2 separate regions of the Zea mays genome follow, and region 1 is linked to region 2. A link is a contact called in public Hi-C data. All regions are on one chromosome and are shown on one strand. Each heading gives the region's core, a stretch centred on a gene start, on an enhancer-like site or on the middle of the called end of the contact. The rest is flanking DNA. Distances are from core to core; before and after follow the strand shown. Region 1 holds the start of LOC100273401. Region 2 holds the start of LOC100192098 (Hydroxyproline O-galactosyltransferase GALT4).

Region 1 (5,942 bases), core at 508-3,007, 160 kb after region 2:
CCACTACCGTGCATAAAATGTTGTCCTAATGAAGAATGCTCACATTGAATTCCATATATAACTAGCTCGCCTTGCAAGCCATTGAGAGTCAAGCATCTGTAACACTACACAGAAAAGTTCATCGAAGCCACATTGTCATCATCGAGTAGTTGAACAGAGTGAACACTAGCTTTTGTTCTCATTTTTTCCCATAGAAGCGTAAAAGGTAAAATTTCATTGTCCATGGATTGTCTGCTTTAGAATTTTAATCCAAAGGCAGTGCGAAGGAGAAAGGATCTGAATGATACTGAAATGTTTAGCCATTGCATTCAGTGACCTAACTGTAAATCCAGCATTTGAACTAATATAAATGATTGAAATGTTCTACCACTGTGTCCAGTTGTCTGTTCAGATAATTGTGTCACTTCTATACATGTCTACATATTTTGTTGTTCCTATATGAATGCTCTAAAATATGTAAAACATCGACTGCTCGCGCGAGACACGAGCTAAGTTACTAGTTGTATATATGCCCAGGCCAAGAAAATCCTCGAAGCTGGGTTTGTTCTGAGACTTTTGGGCCGGGCCACTCGACGGTGAAGTCCCAAAGGTGTGCCGTGTGTAAACTGTAAAGTGCTAGCTGCTGCGCGGGCGCCGACTTTTACTGCTCTTTCACTTTACTGGTTGCATCATGCAGGGACTTCGCGTTGATTCATCTTCCATTGGATGGGAGACGAAAGTTCGCATGCCTCTTCCATGGCCGACCAGGTCTCCACCAAACCACAGAACTTGCAAGCCAAGACGTACTCCGTCCGTCATCGCTGGCGATACGATGATTGCCGGACCCCGGCCCGTCGTCATAGAGCACTCGGGGTCACGATCCGACGGCCAGGATCAGCTGGCCCATCGCAACTTAACGGAACGCTAGGATTAGGGATGACAACCGGTTTGAAACACGCGGTCAGAGAGTTTTAAAACTCGTATCCCCGGGTTTAACTTACACACGTATCTATTATCCGCGGCAGATACAATATGCTACATATACCAATGACATGTGAATGCCACAAACCCATGAATATACCCACACACATAATTATACATATATATATATGTATCATTTTTATATATATTTATGTGTATATATGTAATTATATATGTGTGTATATATTATGTACATACATGCTTATATATATATATATATATATATATATATATATATATATATATATATATATATATATATATATATATATATTGCGGGTAAACGGATTTGTGGGAACAGGTATAGCATTTTTATACCCGTGAGAAAAAATCTGTCGGATTGAGAATCAAACCTGCACCCACGTGGATATAAACTCATACTTAGGACTAGTTTGGGAACGCTATTTTTCTGAAGGATTTCTATTTTTCTATGAGAAATTAGTTCATTTTTTCTTGAGAAAATGAAAATCCCTTGGAAAAATGTAGTTCCCAAACTAGCCATTAAACTCATACCCTATATGATTTTTACCGGTGGGCACGAGCGTTGCCATCCCTAGGATGTGGACGTACCATGGTCAAGCCACCTACTACAACTTGACAATGGCAACCATGGCACTGCAAGGAAATATCGCACACGGCTTGTGGATGTCTCGGTCACAAAGTCAACCTGGACAGGGGCAGCCTTTGAACCCTTCAATTCCTTGGCGTTTGTATCGCACGTCCTCTTCACGCGCGCGCGCACCACACATACACTTGCTCCGGTTTATATAGCCATGGCAGCATACCTCCAAAACGCCAATCGAAGCTCAGCACGATCATCGACAGACACACATATCGATCGATCGTGTCACGCCAGCAGAGCACGAGCACGGTGCTCCAATCCAGAGCCATGTCGAAGCCAGCGTCGTCTTCGTTCCTCCTCCTGCTGCTGTCGGCGACGCTGCTCGCCACCGTCTGCCGCGCCGACCCGGACCCGGTGCAGGACTTCTGCGTGGCCGTGGCGCCGGGCGGCCACAACAACGCGTCCTCCTCCTCCAGCACCTACCCGGGCTTCCCGTGCAAGCCGGCGTCGACGGTGGTCTCGGACGACTTCTTCTTCGCGGCGCACGCGGGCGGCGCGAGCACGGACAACCCGATGGGCGCGGGCGTGACGCCGGGCAACGTGGAGGCGTTCCCGGGGCTCAACACGCTGGGCCTGTCCATCAACCGCGTCGACCTCGCCCCCGGCGGCGTCAACCCGCTGCACACCCACCCGCGGTCCGCCGAGCTGGTGCACGTGGAGGCCGGCGAGATGCTGGTCGGCTTCGTCAGCACGGAGGGCAGGTTCTACTCCAAGGTGGTGCGCGCCGGGGAGAGCTTCGTCATCCCGCGCGGGATGGTCCACTTCCAGTACAACGTCGGCAAAGGCGCCGCGCGCGCCATGACCGTCTTCAACAGCCAGCTGCCCGGCGTCGTGCTCGCCGCGCAGACCCTGTTCGGGGCCGACCCGGAGATCCCTGACGACGTCCTGGCCAAGAGCTTCCAGGTGGACGCCGACACCATCAAGCTCCTCAAGTCCAAGTTCCAGAAAGGATAGCGCGCGCGGCCGACCTGCTCGCTAGATTTGCAATTTCCTTACAGTTTTGTTTCATCAGTACATAACTAATGTTGTTTCGCATTATTAAATAATTTTATTTGATCAATAATAAAGTTGTGTGATTTAGCCACAACACGAGGTAAACATGTATAAATTTACTGTACACAACAGCAATTTCCGTAACTTGCGTCGTGCATAGGCCCACGAAAATTAGACTTACCTCATATAATTAGCTATTTTTTATGGTAATACCCAAATTTCGCTGTTGAATAGGTGTTGTCATATCTTGATGATATTGGAAGTTATAACATTCCATAGGCTTTTGTCTCGTAATCAAGCTCGTGTGCTCTATAGAAGAATTCGGAGTTACTTCGACTAGCTGACCGGGCATCCCATATGAACACCCCTAATCGCATTATAGCACTTGGGGTAACTAATGAAAATAGTTTTACATACTTCCTCAATACTTACAAAAACATTGGTTGCACTAGAAAGTGAAGCCCTTCCTAGAAGAAGCTCTTATACACAACAATTGTCTCTCCATGGCTATGGTGTCTCGTTGTTACCGCCAAGGCGGCTAAGCTTAAAATTGTCTATATATTCAAGCTTCACATACACCTTCTGGTCCCCATCTTTTACCACTGATTTCCCAATATCTAAATGACTCGATGCCTGGGCCTTAGGGCACTTTCATCATCCTCGGCGTCCTCTTCGACGCCAGGCTCTTCATTGTTAGGTTGGGTTCCTCAAACCATGCTTTCCTTCTTTACGACTCGTGTTGGGCTGTCAACAACTTCTTCCACATGATTCTCCTCCTCAATGGTGCTACTTACATTGTCTCGCTGGAGAGCTTCATAGGAAGTGGGAATAGGAACCGAAGTGGTCATACGAATGTGAGCCATATTAGAAAATCTTGAAATGAAGCTAAATGTCAAAGTGCTCGAATTTGAAATAAGTGAAAAAATTGGAGCTGGAGGAATGTCATGCAGAACTCGACACCTCTCGCATCTTTATATAGCCATAATGGCTCACCAATCGAGGATCAAGTGCAAAACGCACTCACTGCCATTTTGGCCCAAAAGGCAAATGTGTTTTCACTTGTAGTTTGCATATTTCTATGTTATGTTTTTATAAAGAACTCAAAAGGAGGTGTTTTCGGACCTTTGCCTCGGAGCCCTTCAGACTAGATTTGTGGTTTGAGCTAATTACAAAAAATAAACTAAACCTGCGAGGGGCTACCGAAGGTCCAAAGAAACAAAATCGATGTCTAGCAGGTGTTTCATGTCAAAGAGATCGAAATGTTCTAAAGCACTTTGACCTCTGCTCACTGAATCCTCATCATATTGTTTTGGCTACCTAGAAGCGAATTAAAAGTGCATAGAGCCAAAGGTGACAGAAGTAAAGCTTCTGTGGCGACAATGAAAACCTTCATCGAAAGGTGATGCACAGTAGGACCTTCGGCGAAGAGAAGACGTGTGTGGAATGTTTTGTATGGTGAAATGTTATACATGCACACTCTCCAATGTGAAGCATTACTATGTAAAAGGAGGGGTAAACTGTAATTTTACAGGGGGGCTCGACCCTATAAGTAGGTCGACAATACGAATGCTAGACAGGTCGACCATTTGTGCAATTCGTACCTGTTGTCACTCTCGTGCCGTTCAAGAGCCTTCAAATGTATAATTTCATCGTTGAAGTTTTTGTTTGCAATTGTTTAGATTATCTAAGTTTCTTCGAGTTTGGAGTTTATATTTTTTCTATGGAAACATATCTAGTGCACATGAGAGTTTGATGCACATGGTGCATATATTAAATCATCAACATCCATCACAAATCTAATGGTTCTATTCTTTACAAAATATATAAAGCAACCAGAAATGTTAGATCTGTGATAAATTGTGATGATTTAATATGTGCACCAAACTCTCATGTGCACCAGATATAATCTATTTTTCTATATCATGTACCTTTTCTGAAATATTGCATATTATAAAATCATTTCTTGTATATAAACTGATTATACGAGCATGCTTAAATGTGAAACTCGATACATATCAGGGAGATAAAAGACTATTACACCATCTTCTCTCCTAAAACATGGAAGGAGAGGACGAAACTAGTGTTGTAATTGTATTGCTCCGTTCTTGTTCTTTGATAATTACGGTAAGTCTGCAAGACTATGATTATTTAAAGAAACAACACAAAACCACAAATACTACGGCGAGACTGACTTATTTTAGAATGGAGATAACATAACTCGCTCTGACACTGAGACGATGTTGTCGTGTCAAGAATTTTAAGCGAGCCTTAACACTACACGCAGTTGTAAATAGGCACTAAACTATAAACGACTAGGAACCAAACCAACTTCACATGTCCACAACTTGCAGCTGCATATATGGCGTCTTTTTTCTAGAAAGCGTAAAAGAGTTGTGCCTCATTACTCTCAAAAGGAAGATTTTAGGTCCTAGAGGACCAATACATTTTAAAAACATCTTACGGTATGTTGAACATATCGAAACCATCTCACCCAGTATTAGTTAAGCTCTTTTTAAAAAATTGGAGCTACTCTAGTATATCACATGTATCATCATTTCAAACTCGATCTCTTCTTACATAAATCCAACCCAATATACACATTTTTATAATACCTATCTATATTATGTAACATGCAACATAGTAAGTCTAATCAACATCATGTAAAACTTGTCTTTTTAACTTGTATGGTACCCTCTTATCATATAGAATGTCAAATGGTTAACACCACTCCATCCACTATACTTTGGTTCTATGCTAACATCTTCATCCATATCCTAACATCTCTAAATCATAGATCATAGATATCAATAGATATTCTTTCCGTACACTATTTCAACTTTCAAACTAACATATCCTTTCTCGTGTATAGCAATATCAAAATCGCATCTCATAGATTCAGTTTTGATTCTACTGAATCTAAAACCTTTAGACTCTAGAACCTTTAAAGCTTGTTTGATTGAGATTATAGTCTATCCAGATTATATAATCTAACTTATTTTAAACAAATAGAGTTTCATTTTTCTATTTACATCTATCCGAATAGAGTTTCAGTTTCCTATTTACATCTATCCGAAATTTATCAACTAGCACTACATAGACAAAAAAAAAACATATACGAGATACCAAAAAGGTAACGGTTCAAAATTGATTTTTGGTGCAATTTTATTCTAATCATGAATTCATCCGTATGAAGTCTTCTATGCCTCCCTCACTTGTTCAAACAGTCACAATATTGGTGTACATGTTCTAAATGTCTACAACTGCACTCTAATAGAAACTGGTTACATAACATACAAAAATAGCCTAATGTAGAAAGCTCTCACGGACTAGGAGCAACTTAGCACATACAGATATAGAAGGAACAAAA
Region 2 (6,055 bases), core at 3,337-5,836:
TCACAGAACTCCGTCTATACGTCGAGAAAGAAGAGCGCCGCAAGCTCAATCAGAAAGTCGTTACAGGCCGCTGCCCATTCCCCCTGTTTCCATTTCCAGCTGAAACACCGCCTGTTCAGCTATACCAAAAAAATCCGTTAAATGGCAATTTGTTAGTCATCTCGAGGGTTTAATTTATTTTCAAGGCTTCTAGGTTCTCCTTCATGAATAAGGATAGGCACTACCACCACAGAAACGCCTACCAGTACCACCACCTCCAATGTTGCTATCTCATATTGCAACATTGAGCTTTTCCAGCCTGCAGCTTGTCCCACAAACACAACATCTGCCTCGGTGATTGGTAGTGTGCAGTGTAATAATCATCTATGCATCCAAATTGACAAAATTTGACGCTGTGGACGTATTTAACAAGTCTGGTGCTGTTGAACCGCTCGACCCACATGCCCATGCTGACATCCTCCATTTTGAAAAGCTGCACAGCAAGAAATGAAATTTAGGGCCTGATTGGAACCACCCAGTTTTTAAGAAACTGGTTTATGGAAACTGAGGTGGTTCCAGACATATCAGTTTATGCCTCAGTTTATAGAAATTGGATTCACAGTTTTTTAAAAACCAAGAAGTTAGTCTCTCCTAGCTAAAAAATAAAAACTGGTTTCTTAAAAACTAGGTTGCTTCCAAACAAGACCTTATACTCCTGCCGGCATCATCATGCCCCATCTTACAAACCCATGTACCAGCTATCTAGTGGCAGGGTAACCAATGGTAGTTGTTTATAAACTTCTGGAAGGGAATATGATCAGGCAGGTCGCCAGTTATTGCAAATAAAGAATGCAATTTGTTTAAACAAGTTACCATATGTGTCACGAAATGCAAACCAGAAAAGTCAACTGAGCTTACCCTTAATTTAAGGTTTAAAAATTCTGATAGAATGGAGTCTGCAATATCAGAGGATATAACATATCCAGGACCATTTGCATAGATGGGATAATCCTCTTCTGGCCATTCCTGTAAAACACAGAAGCATAGATGAGAAAATGCATGCATTAAAAAAGGGGGCACTTCATAAGAGAATGAAGTAGAGAAGGATAAAAAAGGCATCTCTAGTAGACCATCAATTCTTCCACTGATATACTGAGTCAAGCAAAGTCGAGAGAGGTAGAAGTAGAGGATACCTCTTTGATACCTCTTTGCTAAGTGCAGCATTGCAGTCACAGGTATGGTATAAAAGTGACATATTATGAGATCAAAGGTTGCACAATCATATTTGAGGGTAAGATATCTATTTTTGTACAGACTTATCCAACAAAGCAACAGCAACAACCAATCTGTTATGGCAACTTTTACTGCTGAAATATTAAATGTACAAAAGATCAAGTTTCGTTTTGTTACATTAAATGCAGATACGGTCGAGTTAAGAAAACATTACATGAATTAATTAGAACATAGTGGATATATTAACAATGGAGTGGATAGAGGCAGAGGCTGCATACAGTAACAACATCGACGTTTCAGATGAATATGCATAGTAATTTTAACAATGAAAAAAAAGGTATTGGTTAAAGATCAAAAGCTATAAACTGAGGGTGAAGTTTGGAAGATTCAATGCTACAGCAGCTTCAAATGTATATCAAACAGAAGTCAACACACATGGTTGTTTGGATGAAAAAACCAGACAGGTTAGATGGCAAATAGCACAAAGGCATTTACAGGAAACAGCTTCACAAAGCCGCTTTTTCATGTGGAACCATAATCAGTTAGACAATTCAACTTAATGGAGTTAATTTCAATGTTAATCCATGTAGCATTGCCACATTGACTCATTCAGTTATGTCATCTGTGAAATATAGTATCCAGAAATGAACCTTATTAGATTTCTTTAAGGCCTAGTTTGGAAACCCCATTTTCCCAAGAAAAAATAGTTCATTTTCCCTTGGAAAAATGGAGTTCTCAAACTAGCCCTAAACAGGAGAAAGATTCCGTAAATTTGACATCAAGGTACCATGAATTGATTTTTTACCTGGTTTTAAGGTTTCATGAACCAATTTATACACTACTAGGGGAACAAGTATGATTGCTATTGCTAAGGGCTAGTTTAGAAACCCCATTTTCCTAAGGGATTTTCATTTTCCCAAGGGAAATTAGTTTATTTTCCCTTAGGAAAATAGAAATCCCTTTGAAAATGGAGTTCCCAAACTAGCCCTAATGTTTAATACCCATACAGACCAAATATACTGTATTGAACAGTTCGCTACAACAACATAGTGCGCAGAGCACCTTCATTTTCAATCAATGAAAGGAAAAAGGGCATATGAGATCATTGTGGAATCAAATATAAGTTTACCTCATAAGTAACAGCCCATTTACCATCACGCAATGGCTTATGACGATAATTCATGTTCCCTATATAGAGACTTTCACCGTTCTGGATTTTCTTCACTTCAGCAATTACTGAATCAAGTCTAACAAAAGTATCATCATCACACTTCATTATGTATCTAGCATATACAACATGGACCTGAGAGGACAAGTTCATTATAATAGTGACAAAGTGTTTTACAGGGACTTCATAGTAGCAAGAAAGAAAGCACTTAGACATACCCCATACTCGCATATGGCAATTGTCTTGAGAACAACCAAATCATAGCTATCCATGAATGGCACAATAACAATGTCCCCGAAAAACTCAGCCTCCTTTTTCAGCTCTGCATTAATCTCGTTCCTGCCATGCTGCAGAAAAGAAAAAAAATGACCAACTCAAGTCCAACAAAAAAAAAGTACTCGAGTTTGGTCTTCAAGATTTACCAGGGCAACAAAAAACCGGGCCACAACATTCGGCAACTTCTGAGCAGCAGACATCCATGTCTTTCTCACAGCCATTCGCTCAGCAAAATGGTTGCCTGCTGACAGGATACCGATGAAAATCTCAACTGGTTCGTCTGGAAGGGGAGGAGCCTGCCAACTGGGTAACATCTCTAGGTGTTTCTGTGGAGAAAAGCTAGGATGTGTGGTGGGCAGAGTCCCCGCAAACACTGATTGCACATCAAGGTCCCCATCCAATGATAAGCCAGTAGCATCCTCAAGAACAAATCCCTACAAGCACCACCAGCGACAAAAGTTAACAGTGTCAAACACGGATGGCAGTGCACCGATATTAATATTTGTAGACCTGGTATAATAAGATATACTCATGTACAAACGAGAAGCACTTATATAATATTGCATTCCATTCCCCATCTATTCATGTACAAACGAGAAGCACTTACAGTGCGGTATGGAAATGATGTCACATGCCGTCCATCAACATTCACATGGTAACCCTCGAACCCAGCAGTGAGAGTGAGAACAAACAGGCGGTCCTCGACGAATGGGTATGACCAATCAACGGAGACTGTCTTTGTGCGGCCAATAAGCCGGTTCAGCCACCATGACGTTTTTGACTCCTCCGACCGCCCTTCATCATCCCGAATCCACTTCTCACACTTCACCAACCCATCCACTGCAGAACAATCCAATCAGAATAAAATCTTTGGGCCAATGTAATCGGTAGATTAACAATACTTTATCTGGTGATAGTGGAGGGTGCAGACCAGTCTCCTCGTCGGCACGTGACCTCCAGCCTTCGCAGCGGAGCGGAGTGCCCCACTGCATGCGATAGCAGGTGTTCTGCTCGATCACCGGCTTGCCGCTCCAGTCGCCGCGGAGGCGCGGGTTGAAGTGGAGAATCCTGGGCGGATCCTCGCCGTCCACCGTCTTGAGCCCCTGCAGCTCCATCATGAACTGCGACACCATGATCGGCTCTTCACCCTCCCTGAGCAGCGTGATCTTAGGATCCCGCTCAGGGTGCGCCTCGTGCGGTGTCGCGACGACCGTGATATACGAACCCAGCGTCAGGCCGCACGGCAGCTCCACCGCCCGCCCCCTCTCCCGGAACTCGTCGCCGCTGAGGACGATCGAGTGAGGGCACTTGCTCTTCTCTTCCTCCCCTGACGAATCACGCGAGGACGCCAGGGCCGTCGCTAGAGCCTCCAGGTCGGAGAACACGCGGGCCCCTGACTCGGCAGCCTCGGCGGCGACCTTGCGTAGCGAGCCGGAGCGGGTGGAGTTGAGGTGGCAGAGCTCGAGGCCAGAGACGATCCCTGCCAACCGGCGCGCCCGTCCTCGCCCCGCGTCCGACGAGAGGGTCTCCCTGTGCGGGTGTTTGGCGGGGCGCGCCGGCACGGCGCGCCTCACGCCCTCCCACGCGCCGGCGAGGTGGAGCTTCCGCGAAGCCGCGGCGGACGCCCCCGCCCCGAGCAGGGACGTGGACACGAACGGCGACTCGAGGAGCAGCACGGCGAGCGCGTAGGCGAAGGAGACCGCCACGAGCACCTGGATCGCGCGGCTGCGGCACGGCGCGCCGGCCCCCGACGGCCTTCGCATTGCGCCGGGCGCCGCGGCCCACGGCGACGCGTGACCTAACCCTAGGAGGAGGAGCGCAGGTGAACGGACAGAGCAGCGGGAAGGCGAGGCGCGCGAGGGAAGCTGCACGCCGCGCGTGCTCTCCGTGGTGGGCGCGGAGGGAGCGAGGCAGCGGTGGAGGCGGCCGAGCGGGGGGTGCAAACGAAGTGGCCGAGCCGGAGCCCGATATGTTAATAAATTGGACGGGAAATTCCCTCCTATAGAACGTAATCTGGGCCTTCCCTGATTTTAAAAAGCCGTGCGGAAATGTAACATTTTGCGTGATCGTGGCGCAAGAAGGCCGCGTGCGTTCGGCGCATGGCATAGAGCCCTGGGCCCCGTCTTGCGGGCGCGGGCGGCGTAGGGAGGGCGGGCCGATGCCACGTGGACAGGAAGGGGAAGGGGGCACCCTACCACTGTAGTAGTGCATTTAGACTGTCTTCAACGGTGTCCGCAGCCCTCCCCTCCCCTAATACTGTACACAATATAGGGGCTACAGTACACCTCATTCCCCTTCACCGGCGTCCTCCTCCAGTCATCCTCCTCCTCTCCCTCCCCGATTCTTTCTCTCTCACGCTAAATGGAGGGGCACGCTACGCCGCATTCCTCCCCCGCAGCCGCTTCCTTCGCCCACACGCTCGCGGGTTCGGAATACTCCGAGGATGGTCTTGGAGGCGAACCAAGTGCGACGGTCGGCCCGCCGGAGAAGGTACCCGTCACGCCGCCCTCTCCCGCGATTCGGTTTTCTTGCTCCGAGCGGCGAGCACGGTGGGGGAGCTCGACGCGGATCCGCCTTCAACCTTCGCGGACCGCCGACCCGGCAGATCCATGCGAAGACGCCGCCGCCGTTGCTCTCTGTCCGCCGGCACGTCGCCTGCGGGGTCTCGGGCAAAGGGAGGTCATCGATTCGACGATAGATCTACGTTGAGCCGATCTGCTTCATTCGATCTTCAAGGTCCAAGGTACGATTCGTGACTTCGCCATTTTCTGCACCTATGATTGAATCTGTTGCCCAAATAAACGTAGCTTCGATTTACACTAGGGTTTACCTGTTCTTGATCTGGTTTGACAGGTAGGGTTTATGTGTTCTTCGACTTCTTTCACGGTTAGGGTTTAGGTTATCTCGGATCTCCGATTCGGCCATTGTGTAGGTTGATTTCATCCAAAAATTAGCTTAGCTTTTTTTTTGGATAACTGTAAGGATCCATACTTTACTAACCTTGTAGGCCCGTAAACTCTGTCTATGAATTGCACTCAGTGAATCTAGAATTTCCAGTAGTGTTTCCTTACATGAGTAACCATTGCATGCAACTAACGAACACCTTTACTTATTATACAGCTTCAAAATATTAGTTGATTATTTGACGTCCACTTCAAGTAATTGAGGTTCTAAATCCTTTTTCGCTATAGTACATTGTTTTTAATCATTTTCATAAGTCTAGTTTCCATGAATGCTGTATGTGTTTCATTTGTTTTGTGTAATTTTAGTTTACTAAATGCAACCAACAAATTTACCTACCCACGGGTCAAGTGTTTATAAAATGTGTATAAATAGTTTAGCATTCTTCTTGCACAATAACATTTTTGGCCCAACACTTCCTGTTTTTGGTAGCTGCCA

Evidence for each region. Hi-C and Micro-C count contacts between places; a contact is called where the count stands out from the background.
Region 1: a contact with region 2 is called in a Hi-C map of ear, with 2.8 times the contacts expected there. The contact joins the promoter of LOC100273401 here to the promoter of LOC100192098 in region 2. A contact is called at or near these places in 2 of 25 Hi-C or Micro-C datasets (ear and tassel).

What each region holds. Positions count from the first base shown.
Region 1 is chr1:296,858,721-296,864,662 of Zm-B73-REFERENCE-NAM-5.0, forward strand. It overlaps LOC100273401, which reads left to right and starts at 1,758. Exons shown (of 1, transcript NM_001147838.2): 1 at 1,758-2,663. The coding sequence starts at 1,850. The coding sequence ends at 2,536. It overlaps LOC103644203, which reads right to left and starts at 1,851. Exons shown (of 4, transcript XM_020544537.1): 1 at 1,746-1,851. The coding sequence starts at 1,851. It overlaps LOC103644204 (homeobox-DDT domain protein RLT3), which reads right to left. Exons shown (of 18, transcript XM_008667401.2): 18 at 5,707-5,942.
Region 2 is chr1:296,693,785-296,699,839 of Zm-B73-REFERENCE-NAM-5.0, forward strand. LOC100192098 (Hydroxyproline O-galactosyltransferase GALT4) reads right to left here and starts at 4,587. Exons shown (of 7, transcript NM_001137521.2): 1 at 3,588-4,587; 2 at 3,264-3,496; 3 at 2,803-3,090; 4 at 2,599-2,727; 5 at 2,342-2,515; 6 at 898-1,005; 7 at 1-472. The coding sequence starts at 4,419. The coding sequence ends at 266.